Linked DNA regions of Mus musculus: region 2 is linked to region 1. The links are chromatin contacts, called in public Hi-C maps. All regions are on one chromosome and are shown on one strand. The core of a region is the stretch at or near the end of the contact, and the rest is flanking DNA. Distances in the headings are between cores, read along the strand shown.

Region 1 (7,177 bases), core at 3,454-5,953:
CAAACCAGTGAGGTCAGCAGCAACTGCATCAACAAAATGCCTCTCCGTCCCCAGTATGAGTGACAATCAGGAAAGACCGCCTTGGAGCTCCACTGAAGAGTCTCCCTTGGTACCATTGCTGCTTGTGTAGCCTTGGGAGTGGCCTGTGTGAGTTTTGCAACATCCCAAGCTTCCAGAATTTCACTAGCCTCCCTTATCCAAAAGCATGATGTTCCTACACAGAGGTGACAGCTACACGCAGTATCATTGAGCAGGAATCATGTCTCCTCCCTAGAGTTTCCTGGGGACTGTTTTCTCTTCCTTTTGTAGTCTTGATCTGTCTCTTCCAGGAAGTATCTCCTCTGTCATCAGTCTGGGTAGCATCCATCCCCCAGATTCTATCATTGACATTCACTGTGTTTGCTGCTGCCTAGAGCTCTCTATCCCTCCTCCATCTAATTTATTTCCTATGCATTTTAAAGTGTGTTGTAGACATGTGTGCCCTTCACCCAGGACACGTCAGCCTTCATTTCTTGATTTATCTTCTTAACACTCATTCTTAATTTTGCTGTTCAAGATATAGCCCTGGGAAGTCACCTAGGGAGGGGAGCCATGAGTAGTAAGGACCTTAGTTCACTCTCTTTGCCTTTTCCCCAAGGCCTGGCACACTGTGTTGCAAGAATCCTTTGGGAGGGTGAGGTAGTCATAAGCTGCTATGTTTCCTATCTGTTCTCCTGAAGAAGCCAGCTTTCCTGAATGCTTGCCTGCAGCCCTTGTGGTGGTTGGGAGCAAGGCTCCTTCTCAGGGTTCTGAGCCAACACCAGCCAGCTGTTGTGTCACTCCCCAGCTACCCAAGAGCTGCCTCTTCATCCCTTTGTGTGCCCCATAAACTGTCATGTCAGTCAAACTCCCAGGTACACAGAACTTTTGAAAGCCATCTCCTCTTCTTTTCATATGAGCTGAGGCCAGACTGTGTGAACAGGTAGAAAGGTGACCTTCCAGGATGTCAAGGGTTCCGAGAGTTGAAAGAGAACTATGAGAGGATGTGGGTGGATCACTGGAGGCCAGGCCTCAAGATCCATGGGAACACTGAGTTTTTGGGAAGCAGAGGCTGGGGACAGATGTGTAGCCTGCTTGGGGACTCTAAACCCTGCCCTGGGTTGAGATGGCAGCGATTCCCTGGATGGTTACAGATCTCAGAGAGGGCACCAAAGGACAAGAACAGTCTCACTTCTGTATGGAATTTGAAGAGGTCAGAGGGATAGAAGGCAGGAGTCCTCAGGTTGAACCATTCTTGGTCAATAAACCAAACTGCATCCTTGCTGAGCCTGAAGAGCCTCACTCACCCATTGTTCTCTCCTAAATGACACACAACAGTTCATCCGTGGGTTCAGGCAGGTTAGGTTTTGCCAGTCACTGACAGACAAGATAATGTGCAGGAGGTATGCAGAGGTTGACACAAATACTTCACTACTTTATTTAAGGGCTGAGCCTTCTAGCATTTTGGTAGAGGGCTAAGTCCTGGTACCAGTTCCCAGTAAAATCCAAAAGATGGCATATTTAAAAATCACTGAGAGAGTCGATTAAATGTTCTCCCCTCACACTGCATACTGTGAGAGAATGTGTGTGTTAATTAGTTTGATCTGGCCATTCGCACTCCCAAGAGCACCTGCTGCCTGAGAGACCTGGCTTCAGGGAGAGCCAGAGACTCTGAGGAAAGCCTTAGAGGCTAACTCTGGGATGCATCTACTGCCCTTAGAAGAAGAGATGTTGACTCCCAAGAGAGCTGGGCAGGGGTGACTGTTGGGGGTGGGGGAGTTCCAAACCAGAAGGAGGAAGCCAGGCCTGCTTTACAGGTTGAAGTCTCCACAATCAGGGCCGGGGTGGGAACAGGGAGTTAGAAGTTAGGAGCAGCTCCCTGCAGGACTGAGAGCACACTTTCCTCTGCTTCCTCAGCTCAAGATCACGCACAGCCCTTCACCCTTCAAAAATCCCTTTTAGACACACATAGCCATGACCTTTTCTGGCCTCTTAGTGTTTCCTGTGAGCTCTTTGCATGAGCACTGCCATGAACTGCCAGGGCAGCCTGCCAGTTCCCAGCTGTACCATCGCCCGCAGAGACACTGTGGCTTCAACCTCTCCAAGGTCACCCATCCTAACTGACCTCCAGGTCTGCTGCTTGTCTAAGTTCCTTTCCCCTTGCGCACCTGCTAGGTTGCAGGCTCCTGAGCAGAGGATCTTGGGGTTCTGACTACTTCTGAATGCACATATCTGGCAGCTATATAGATAATGGTCAGAAAATATGACCGAGAAAGAGTCTCTGCAATAGTTCTGGCTTCTCAGCTGCAGAAAAAGCTCAGACGTCTGCCCAGACTTAAGTGCAGTTCAGAGCGCTGTAAGCACCTACGTTCTCCTTATCCCCAGCCACAGGGGACTCATTCCAGGATAGACTCTCAGCCAGGGAGGAAACTCATTGACTCCTGTGACTATTGGGAGTCCCCAGACAACATGCCTCTCTAGGAGGCTCCTTGGGGACTTGAGTGTGTTCCCACACAGCATCAGGCATCTGATCATCACAGAATTGAGTAATCTCTTCCTGCAGCCTCCCTGTGAGTCCCACAGGCACATTCCTGCTTGGAAACTTTGAATAACTTCCAACCAAATATGCATTGATAAATTGGTACCTGCGCCATGGACTCTGGAGGGGTGAGGGTTGGGGGTCAGGAATGCCCCTCATCCCTCACTTAGACATTTGTCTGGAAGTGCCCCTCCTAGGCAACTTCAGTCCCACCCTAGCTTTCTCAGCCTAGGATTTTGTTTGCATCTTTGCCATCTTGTTCCCTTCTAGCCTCCCGGGCCAATGCATGCACCAGTGACCTACTAAACATGTATATTTCTGTGAGTATACTATGGGCTTCTGCATGGGACTTCTGCAACGGGCTCAACTCATCCTGAAATCTAGCTATTTCTTCCTTGCCTGAAATGTCAGAGATGGACAGTCATCTCCCAGGTTTTACTCAATGGCCAACTCTGGCTGGTGGCAGGCCCTTTTCACCATAGCAGGACTGAGGACTGAAGAATGATTGATTAGTAATGCCTGACCTGGGCAGCAGTGAGAATGGGGTAGGCGTGTCACATAGTGGACATCGCCATTGTTGTCTGGTTTCTGCATTTTATATAATAGGAAACCAAAGCTAAGAGGAAAAGAAGGGGCTTTAGGGGGATGCTCGTGAACTTCAGGGACTATCTGCCAAGGAACTCGGGTCCCCTTCCCTTTCAGTCCAACAGGTTCCTCACCTGGCCTGATACTTAGGATTCTGCGTGGACCTTGCAGGTTAAGTTCCTGTGTGCTGAGTCTCGAGCAGATGCGGTCTCTGTTCTTGAGATTTTGCCAGGCATGGCACAAAGGGCTGGGCGCTCTCATGGAACCCCGTCTTTGCTAAGGCAGACAGATGATGCTCAGGGAACTTAATGGTGCTGGAAGATCTCTGTTCTGTGTGGAGGCAGACATAGTAAAGTGAGCAGTCTTTTACCCGACAGTTATATTCTCTCTCCTCCAACCCTAAGTTTACTTTTCTGTAAACTGGACCCCACACTGCCATGGCCCTCAGGGGACACAAAGCATCCCTGACTTTGAATCATTTCCACAGTTATTAGAGGAAAGAACGTGGCCATAGTGGGAGGGGCTGAGGCTTCATCCCAGGGCCAGCTTGGCTGACACAAGAGAGTATGCCAGCTTAGGGCTGGACTTGGGAGCTAGAGTTTGGCTTGGTCCAGGGCACACTGGCCTGGTGCTGTCTGTGGGTGAGGGCTACTGCTGCCAGACCAGACCCCTGCCAAAGCAAGGCTGGACCTCTCATCCAGGTCACTTTGAATGAGATGGGCCATCAGCTTGGTGTTCACAATGGTAAGGGGCACCTGTAGCTCTTAGTGGGAGTCAATGAGGCTTATGAGTGTCTGCCAAGTCCTGCATGTGGAATGTGCCATCTACAACACCAGGGATGATCTCCTGAAGAAGTCCCAATGGGGAAGATCTTGGTTTAACTGGATCTCTGAGCCCATGAACAGACCTTGGGGGAGGTCCAAGCTGAGAAGGGGGTCCTAGTTCTGAACCTCCTCTGCTGAGCCCTTTCAAAATGGGGCTCAGTGCCTCATGTGATAAAACTGGGGCAGGTATGCATAGCCCCCAGGATTTTATTACATAAGACACCAAAGGTCACTGCTACATACTTGATACCACCAACCACCCACCCACTTCCTCTGTTTTCTGTGTCTCAGACGGAACCGCTCAGCATCCCGGGCAAAGGTCCAGCCACAGTGACCCCTGCTCACCACTGCACACACACGGGCCACCAGGATCAGCCTACACACCCAAACCATACACACACAGAGCCAGCCAGCGCCTGAGTACTCACAGCTCAGCCCTCCATCCCACTGACACTTTACTGGCAGGTCCAGGGGTGGCCAAAGCCAGCTGCCCAGGGAAGGGCTTGGCACCCACTCGAGAAGCAACAGAACATGTTTGCAGTGGGGCTTTCAAGCCAACATCCCCTGCCCCTTCCCACCACTACCATCCTGCCGGCCCAGCACATTAGCATTTAAATATATCCAAAGTCAGCTCCCCCAAACCCTCTTTCCCCCATAAAGCCACCGGGGAGGAGCATTTGAATCCTTCTCCTGGACTCCAGGCCCCTCATAATGGCCATACTGTATTCACTTGCTTCTGTATGTGGCATTAGCCGGGAGAAGGAGCGAGGGTGCCTAGCAACCCGGAGGAGGCTGAGAAAGAGGTGGGAAGGAAGCGGTTCTCATGTAATTATTCACTTCCACAAAAGCCGTTGTCAGGTACACACTGGAAACACAGCTGTTTCATTCTTCTTCTAACCTACTTTTAATCCTTTCAGAGGCCTTCCCAATAGAAAAGGTGGAAAGAAAGCCCTTGATTCAGCCCTTTCCTGCCAGGCTATATAGTTATGGTTTGGCTTCAGTTGAGGGCTCCACTTTAAAAAGTTGTGTGTATCTGTGTATCTGTATATGTGTCTGTCTGTCTGTCTGTCTGTCTGTCTGTCTGTCTGTCTGGAAATAAAATGTTCAAGAAAAGGCTGTGGGTCACCAAGCTCTGTCCTGGCCCCTGGCTCTGTAAGTCAAAGGCTGCTTGCACTGTTGGGTCTGGCAGTTTTTACTGGGCATCAGGGAGGCAGGGAGCCTAGGAAAAGAGAGACACTGGCTCTTCCCACCCATCACTGGTTCCTGCACTCATGGCCAGAGGAGCCAGGTGTATCTGTGCAGTGTTGATGTGTCTCAGAAACCGGAGATTGAGGTTGGATATTGGATATTGGAAAAGACCTGAGAGCTTGTTTCCTTGGCATAGTGGAAGAGCATCAATGTAAGGGGCAGGCGCCCAGTGCCCACTGCACCCTTTCATTTCATCTACTGCTGTTCATGAATGATGAACCCAAGGCCCAGAGAGATGAAGGAAATTACTTGGGGTCATACGGAAGGAGTGAGACCCCAACCTACCTCTGTCCACACACGCCTTTTGTTCTGTTCACAAATCCCTCTGAGGAGCAGAGTAAGGCATCTGACAGGAACTCCCCACCAACTTTTTTTTGCTGTTCATTTGTTTGTTTGTTTGGTTGGTTTATTGTTTGGTTGGTTTTGGGTTGTTTTGTTGTTATTGGGTTTTTTGTGGGGAGGGTTGGTTGGTTTTGTTGTTGTTTTGTTTTTTACTTATTTACTTTATATCCCATTCACTGTCCCCCTCCCAGGCACCTCTTCCACTATCCTTCCCCTATCACCCCTTCCCTTCTCCACTAGTGTGTGGAGACACCCTGGGTATCTCCCACCCTGGCACTTCAAATCTCTGTGAGGCTGGGTGTTTCCTCTCCCACTGAGGCCAGACAAGGCAGCCCAGCTAGAAGAACATACCCCACATACAGGCAACAGCTTTTGGGATAGGCCCCACTCCAGTGGCTCTGATACCACTGGTGGGAGCCACTGTGGTAACCAGGGTTACTGTCAGCACACACCTGTTCTTACCAATGGCTTCATAAGCCCACTGTGGGACACAGCCATTGGTGCTGACCAACAGTGGACTCTTTGCAGACCTGGAGGCACATTCTGGCTGGGATTTCTCTGTGGTGATTCATCCTACCTCGGATGCTTTCAAAGAGCATACCTCTTCCACTCACTCTTGGCTGCCTCACCTGCCCTTCGCTGCCAAATAAATGTTGTATCTTTGTCTCTACTGGGGGAAGCCTTGTGAATTGTGTACCTACTGAGTTCCTTATTCTCAGAGATCAGCCAGTGTATCCATATTACAGGGGAGGAGATAAAACAAGAGTCCTCACTTCAACCCATCTCTCTCTGCTCTGGGTGTTAGGACAGGGGCTGTCTTGTAGAAGAATGAGGGTCACTAGTCCCATTGGCTCATCTAACACTGTGAGTAGGCTGCTGAGACCCCTGTGGGCGCCACTCCAGGCTCTCCAGGCATGAACCCTGATTCTATCCTTTGTGTGAGACAAACAGAAAGAAGTAGTCCCTACCTGCTCACAATGTCCTGTCCCACCCCCCAAATACCCTGGGTCAATCACCTATATCTTAGCAGTACTGAAAAGACACACAGCTTTTGTCTCTACATGTGGATAAAATTAGACGTTCTCCAAGTAAGCTTGGGGTCAGTGCTTATGGGGAAAGGGTGAGCCAAGGGCCACATCTCTAAACTTGGTATGGATGCCAGCTCCAGAGTGGGTACAAGACTCAGTGCAACCGTGTGAACTGTAGCATGCGATCCCTGCTGACTGGGTCACCCATTGTGGCAGCATAGCCTCTACGTATTGAGAAGGAATTTGTCCTCAGGCCTAAAGCTGTTCTTGTTGAATCCTGAAGATCCCACTGGGCAGGCAGGTAGCACCCTGACCCATGTGCTGGGGCTCCTTGGAACCAGCTGTCCTGAAAGCTGTGAAGGGGCTTTTCCTGTTCCCACACAAATCTGCCCTAAAATCTCTGAATGCGGGCCGTCCTCGCAGCGAGGCCAGCACGCCCCCCATTCATCCTGCAGAACATGGGGAGGATCCGCTCCTCCACTGACCTGGCTTCCTTAGAATTTGTTTAGAGAGACTGTTTTCCCTTCACGTTGTGTAGGGGGCGGAGATAGGAAGCCATTTCTCATAGGAACCTCCACCTCTGCAGCTCCTGG
Region 2 (6,389 bases), core at 3,274-5,773, 180 kb after region 1:
AAAGTGGCACAATGCTTTTCCAGGACTCTGCTGGGATTTGGGTGCAGGCAGCTTGATACCACTGTCTATGTTTCTTTACCCAGTCCTGTGCTCTGTTCCCTGGTGACTTCCTCTGCTTGAAATGCTGTCCCTTAAACTCTGTCACAGACTGCACACCAAAACCATGGGACAGATCTACTCATCCCAGTATGGTATATGTCATATTTGGTGTGATCAAGGACATAGGTTTATCTCAGCATCCTCAAATAGATAGATAGTGGAGGGTATGGTATCAGCTCAGGACCCCTAAGACCAAGTTCTCAGCACAAAGGAGATCTATTTGTCCCAGAGGGACAGTGGGCAAGGAATAAAAGACAAAAACAGGAAATAGAGGATGAGAGAGAAAGGGAAGGGAATAAAGAGAGGGAGAAGGGATATTTGCCTGGTAGAGGCAGAGGCAGAGGCAGAGGCAGAGGCAGAGGCAGAGGCAGAGGCAGAGGCAGAGGCAGAGGCAGAGGCAGAGGCAGAGGCAGAGGCAGAGGCAGGATGATAACAAAGGACTGCCTCTGGATAGAGAAGAGACAGACATGCCATAGGCAAGTGACAGTTTATAAAGCGAAACCCTGAGCCAGGATGAGGTGTCTAATTAATATGTCAGACATATTAATTAGGTGAGCCAAAGAGGGTTTCTTATTGCTGCACTTCAGTACTTGGATAGCTGGACTTTGGTGGTCAGCCTCAAGAGGAGGAAGTGGCCAGATAGGTAGTGGACCTTGGTGGTTAGGTTTGAGGATGTTATCTAACAGTTTTTTTTGTTTGTTTTGTTTTGTTGTTGTTGTTGTTGTTGTTGTTGTTTTTTTTTTTTTTTTTTTTTTTTTTTTTTTTTTTAGCAAAGCAAAGGGAATAGGGGAGAAGAGCAAGCCTTGCCAAAGCTATGTTGCCATGCTTGAGCTGGCTAGAGTCCCTTCAGATAGACAGACAGGCAGTAAGATAGATAGACAGACTTATTCCTCACCGTGTATCTTGTCAACCTTGAAGTGGAAGAATAAGACTTCCAGTTTTAGCTTTCCATCACTGTGACAAATTTTCTGGGGAAAAAGGTCAACTTTTGGGATGAGAAAGGGTTGTTCTAACTCATGGCTTCCAGGGTTTTTAAACTCATGGCTTCCAGGTTTTTTTTTTTTTTTAACTCATGGCTTCCAGTGGTCTGCTCCATTATTTTGGGCCCAAACTGAGGCAGAAGCTCAAGGCAACAGAAGCTCATTGTGGAGGGAGAGACTGCTTATATCATGGTTCCCAGGAAGCAAAGAGAGAGGGAAAGACTAAGAGGAAGGAGCAGGGGATAAAATACAACCATCAGATCCTGTTCCCAGAGGCCTGCTTCCTCCCTCTGAGCCCCAACTCCTATTCCCCACCCTCTCCAATAGTGTCACCAGCTGGGGACCAAGGCTTGAACACATGAGCCTTTGAGGACATTCCAGATCCAAACTGTAACACTGTCTAAGGCCAGGGATTGGGACTTGGGTGAGAGCCTACTGGAAGGCTGACATTGATGACTGAAGGACAGCCTGCTCTCTCCCCACTCTGGTCCTGTAACATGCACTTTGCTCTCTCAAACCAAGCAGAGGAACAGTCAAGCAAAGAGCCATCTTGTCTAATCTGGGCAGTTTCATAAGAACAGCTTTGGGGGTCTCTCAGCACCCAGAGCGTGCTGTCCCCTGAGGAACTGGCTGACGTAAGCTCTAATGGGTGGGAGCTGATTGGGCACTCTGCCCAGAACTACGTTGTCTAGAGCTTGTGGCATGACTTGAGAGCCCAACATAAGTGGTACTCACTTCCTCTGGGTTGGGAAGGCTTTGTGAGTTTCCAGTCTCGTCTATGAAGGCAGTCAGCTCCCTCCTCACCAGTGTGTGTGGGTGGGGGGGGGGGGAGAGGGTTGGTGGTGGTGGAGCTGCAACTTGACAGCTGACAGCTTCCAGTGGGATTTGTACCCAGTCAGTCATGTTTCTATGGCTGACAAGGTTGGGGTACCTTGGACAAGTCCCTTCTATGGATCTTCCTCAGTTTCCCTATGTGAATAGGGAGAAGTTGGCCTGGGTTTGGTGAGCCACAGTTCCTGTTTTCCAGAAGAGGAAGGAAGGGAGGTCACTCAGTTACTGAGCACCTACCAGTGCCAAAGGCTGCCCTGACCTACATACACACACAAACACACACACAGATACACACACACAGACACACACCACACACACACACACAGACACACACAGACACACACACAGACACACACCACACACACACACACAGACACACAGACACACACACACACAGACACACAGACACACACACACACACACACACACACACACACTGACCCAATCCCAAAAACAGTTCTGGAGAGAGGGGACTCCTGCAATCCCCAGATCCAATGCCACATTCTGCTCATCACACCTGAATCTGGGGAGCCATCTCTTGCCCTCTTTTAATCTTAAGTGTCTGAAGAGCAGTTGACTAGACCAGCCATCAGCATGTGACTCAGGCTTGGCCAATCAAGAACACTCAGTTTTCTCATTTGCAAACCAGATGAAGACAGAGCCTCCCTTTGAGCTGCTCTGAGAAGCAGGCAAGTTGACTCCTCTCAGGGAAGAGCCTCCACTGGATGGAAGGACAGGAGGACAGGAGGACAAGAGGACTAGCCTTGTTTTTTCACTTGCTACCTACCTCTTGGTAGTTGGCTGACTTCAGCTAGACATGGCCCAGGTTACCCTATGCTCTGTCAGTCACAAAATGACAACAAAATAAACAAAACACAAAACCCAAAAAACAACAGAAGCTTCAAATAATGCCTGATACACTGTTTCTAAAATGCTGATTTTTCTAAAAATCCCATGGGTAGAACAAGACCATAATAGGCCTTAGGAAGTGAAACCTTCTCAAGCAGAATTCCAAGTTATCGGGCGCTGCTGACTTTCAGGAAGAAGAGAGATGATTTCCAAGGCTCTCTGCCATACGCCCCAACTCCTGTAAACTCCACAGCTGTGAAGAGGAAATATCTTGCCTTACAGTTTATAACAGGTGCGATCCTGGTCACTCCTTCAGTTCCAAACAGTGCATTAGTCCCACAAAGTGTAAATATGGAGGCCCTAGAGTAGCAACTGGAAGTAGAACGTGCTGTGGATTCCTGGGCTCCTTGGTCTCTGGAGGTACAGGTCAAAGAGGGTCAGGGTCTGGCAGGGTTGGCACCCAGGTCTGCCAGCTGACCTGAATTCAGCCACCTGTTGCCTGGGTTCCTAAGGGCATTTCAAATGAGTCTGGAGTCCCACCTTCCAGGCAGGCACAGACAGGCTCAAGGTCAAGGGCTATATCGAGGTGCTTACCAAGTAAGCCCTTTGTGTAAAAGACATCATTAACTTGTCCTCCGCCCCTCTGTGTTAAAAACTTTGGCCTTTGGACTTGGGCTGGGTAGGCTAGAAGTGCAGTTCTCGGTGAGGACATGGTAGAAGCTACAAAACCTGCCCATCATCTATAAATAGGGCTGATGACTGCTTCTTTTTTCTGGTGTAGTTTGAGATTTAAATCAGGGCTACGAGGAGGGGACTAAGACATCCATACAAGTCTGGAACTGAGCCACACAGGGCTGGGCCTGCATTCCCACAACTACATACCACTGCGGGAGGATGAGCCCCTTCTAGGGGGCACGGTGTCATAGCAAAGAGGAGCCACTTCCCTTCCTCAGTTGTTCTCCCTTCCCTGACTGTTGCCATCTGAAGCCACAATTGAATGTTAAAAGGGTTTTCCCTAGCAAAGAAGGAGAAACGCCCTCTCCTAGCTCAGAAAAACAAAACCCAAAAAACAAAAAAACAGTTCCTTAAGTTTCCCCAACACACACACACACACACACACACACACACACACACACACAAAAACACACTCTCGCCTTCTCCTCTTAGCCGGCACAGGTTCCTAAGTGTAATGGTACAGTGAGAGTTGAACAAGGTCGGGATAGCTCAGCGCAAGGCCCTGAGTTTCAGCATAGCACTTGCAGGATGAGGACAGGAGGGAAGGAGGGAAAGAGGGAGGGAGAGGGCGAGAGCGCATTCATTCTTCAGGATCTAGAGAAACAGTGGTTGTGCGGTTCTAAACCTCCCGAGTCTTGGTGATCCGGATCAATCAGTGTCACTAATTTAAAAAACAAAAAACCAAAACAAAACCCAAACAAAACAAAACAAAACAAAACAAAAACCCAACTAGTCCCTTGGTCCACCTGCGGTTGAATTTGCGAAGAATCCTGTCAGCTCCTCCTTATCTGAGGTCTGGTCTGTGGCTCTGCGTGTCCCCGGGTTAGCATGCGGTGGCAGTGTCGGAGGGCTGTCGCCAGGCTTCCGATCCATCCTTGGCTTCTTGCCAAGCTCAGGGCTCCGCCACAGATGCGGGGCGCGGCGGTAGAAGATGGGCGGGGGAGGGTGCCCTGGGGCTGCTGGTGGGCGGGCCTCTCAGCGGCTCCTCCCCCGAGGCCGCCTCCGCGTGCTCCCGCCACCCCCGCGGCCGCCTCCGCCACCGCACCGAGCAGTCTGGCCGCCGCCGCCAAACTTTCCCCGGAGCTGGCGCGGGTGAGTCGGAGCGCAGCGCGGGCAGGGGCGGGAACCCGGTGGCGGGCGGCGGGAGGAGGGCAAGGATGCGCGCACGCCCAGCTCTGAGTTCCGCGCCCCCGCAGGGCGGTGGGGACATCCCGCAGGTGGCCGCACGAGGTGGGCGCGCCGGATGCTCTAGCGGCCTGGGCAGGGTATCGGAGCTGTGGCTGCTATGCCCGTAAGCACAAACACCTGTGGCTTCCCGGAGCTGGGGCCGGGCTCACCGGTTAGAGTCCGCCTCCGATTTCTGGGCCAGGGGGCCTCCTCAACGGCTCCCCGAGATTCCTCAGGGTTTGGCTTTGATGCTAACCGTGGACGCAGACTCTGGGTTGAGGTGCGATCTCCGTGCCAAGCTCCGGACATCCACTATCTCAAATCCTTCTGAATCTCCGGGACCCAGGTACTACTAGTATACCCACTTTACAGAGGAGGAAACTGAGGCTTGGGGAGGGAAAGTTGTCTCTTAGAGAACAGCCTTGAGACTGAATTGGATGAATCCAAGCTTCTTAGCTAGGTGGAACCCAAACCAGGTGTCTGGGTATGAGAAGCGTCTGAGCCAGCGCTCCCTCCTTTCCTAGCCGGCTTTATCGTCGTTTCCTGGCCGAGCCAGAAGACTTGATACTGTGGCCAGGGTGTGTTCTGATGGCAGAGAAGATCCTTGAGGGCTGCCTTTTCCCAGAGAGCGTTAGGGGATACCAAATTCTGCAATTTACGCCGTGTTGCTCTGAAAGTTAGAGTCTTGAATCAGAGCACAACTGATCTTTACAGAAGCCACCTTTGAGGCGCTTGCTAGCCTGGGCGATGGAGACACAGGGTTGCTCCAGGCAGGGTGGCTCTCCTCCGACAGGGGGCTCCCACCTCCAGACGGAATGGAGCTGAGGGAACTGGAAGATCCCCAGGCTGACTGCTCTGAGAGCGCGTTCTGTTATTGGGGGGTGGGGGGTGGGGAGGAGGAAGGGCAGGACCCTGAACCAGGGGTGAAGTGTGTTACTGGAACAAAAAGGAGAGAGTAGGTGGAGATCCGACACTCTTGGGGGCCTGAAGGCCACCGGCAATCCTTGGAGACAGAGAAAGAGCCCCCCCCCCCATGGTTATGAGATGGTTATGGATTAACATAGTTTATACAGCAGCCATGCAAGGTACCGTTATTGAGCGATAGGTGGACACTCAGAGAGGTTCAATAGATTGCTTAGAGTTGCCCAGCTGGTCCGTGGTGGAGTGGATTGAGTACCAACCAATCTTGCCTGTATCTTAAATTATCAGTGAGACTCAAGAGGCGGATGGAACCTCAGGTCCTTCTGTGCTGTGGCTGGCAGCGGTGGAGACAAACAATAGAGGGATGCTAGGCAACAGGGTCCGCAGCATCCCTGCTTCTGCCTCCGATGGGGCTCTGGGTGGGTTGCTGTCATTGAGTAGCTTTCTAGGAATCCCTGCTCCGCCCATGTTGATACCCTGCTGTATCTCAGGACTTGCTGGACCTTCCATCAGGGCCACCTAGCTGCCCCCAGAACGTTGCTCCTGGTGGAAGACAGGGTTTGACTGATGCTGTTTTGAAATATGTCAAAGACCCGCAAAACCTGGGTATTCCCCATTTATGATTTCAGAGCCGTGCTGCCTGCCACGATCCTAGCACCCCTCCCCCAACACTGGGCAGTCGTGGCCTGCACGGGGTCCCCAGCCCTGAGCTGAGGGTTGTGGGGAGGCATTTGTGAGTGAACTCTCCTGCCTACACTCCTTTCTATAGTCAAGGAACGCCTGGCAGAGGCACCGTGGCTTTTCCTC

What was found. A called contact is a pair of places that touch in the nucleus more often than the background predicts.
Region 2: a contact with region 1 is called in a Hi-C map of neural progenitor cells, with 2.5 times the contacts expected there. The contact joins the promoter of Hrh1 here to the enhancer-like site in region 1. A contact is called at or near these places in 3 of 39 promoter capture datasets (embryonic stem cells, hippocampal neurons and stem cell-derived epiblast-like cells), 1 of 484 Hi-C or Micro-C datasets (neural progenitor cells) and 2 of 9 other capture datasets (embryonic stem cells and pancreatic islet).

Annotation. Positions count from the first base shown.
Region 1 is chr6:114,212,523-114,219,699 of GRCm38.p6, forward strand. The region is part of intron 6 of Slc6a11 (solute carrier family 6 (neurotransmitter transporter, GABA), member 11); the gene reads left to right. Among named protein-coding and RNA genes, the nearest start is that of Gm52916, 51 kb to the left of the region's middle. Within about 2 kb of position 4,704, at least 24 of the 459 cell types and tissues checked have an H3K27ac peak or open chromatin away from gene starts, as enhancers often do. A contact at or near this core is called in hippocampal neurons, neural progenitor cells and pancreatic islet, where this site is marked.
Region 2 is chr6:114,393,413-114,399,801 of GRCm38.p6, forward strand. Hrh1 (histamine receptor H1) reads left to right here and starts at 4,524. Exons shown (of 2, transcript NM_001317125.1): 1 at 4,524-4,586. Gm38875 (a long non-coding RNA gene) reads right to left here and starts at 4,339. Exons shown (of 3, transcript XR_869365.2): 1 at 4,241-4,339.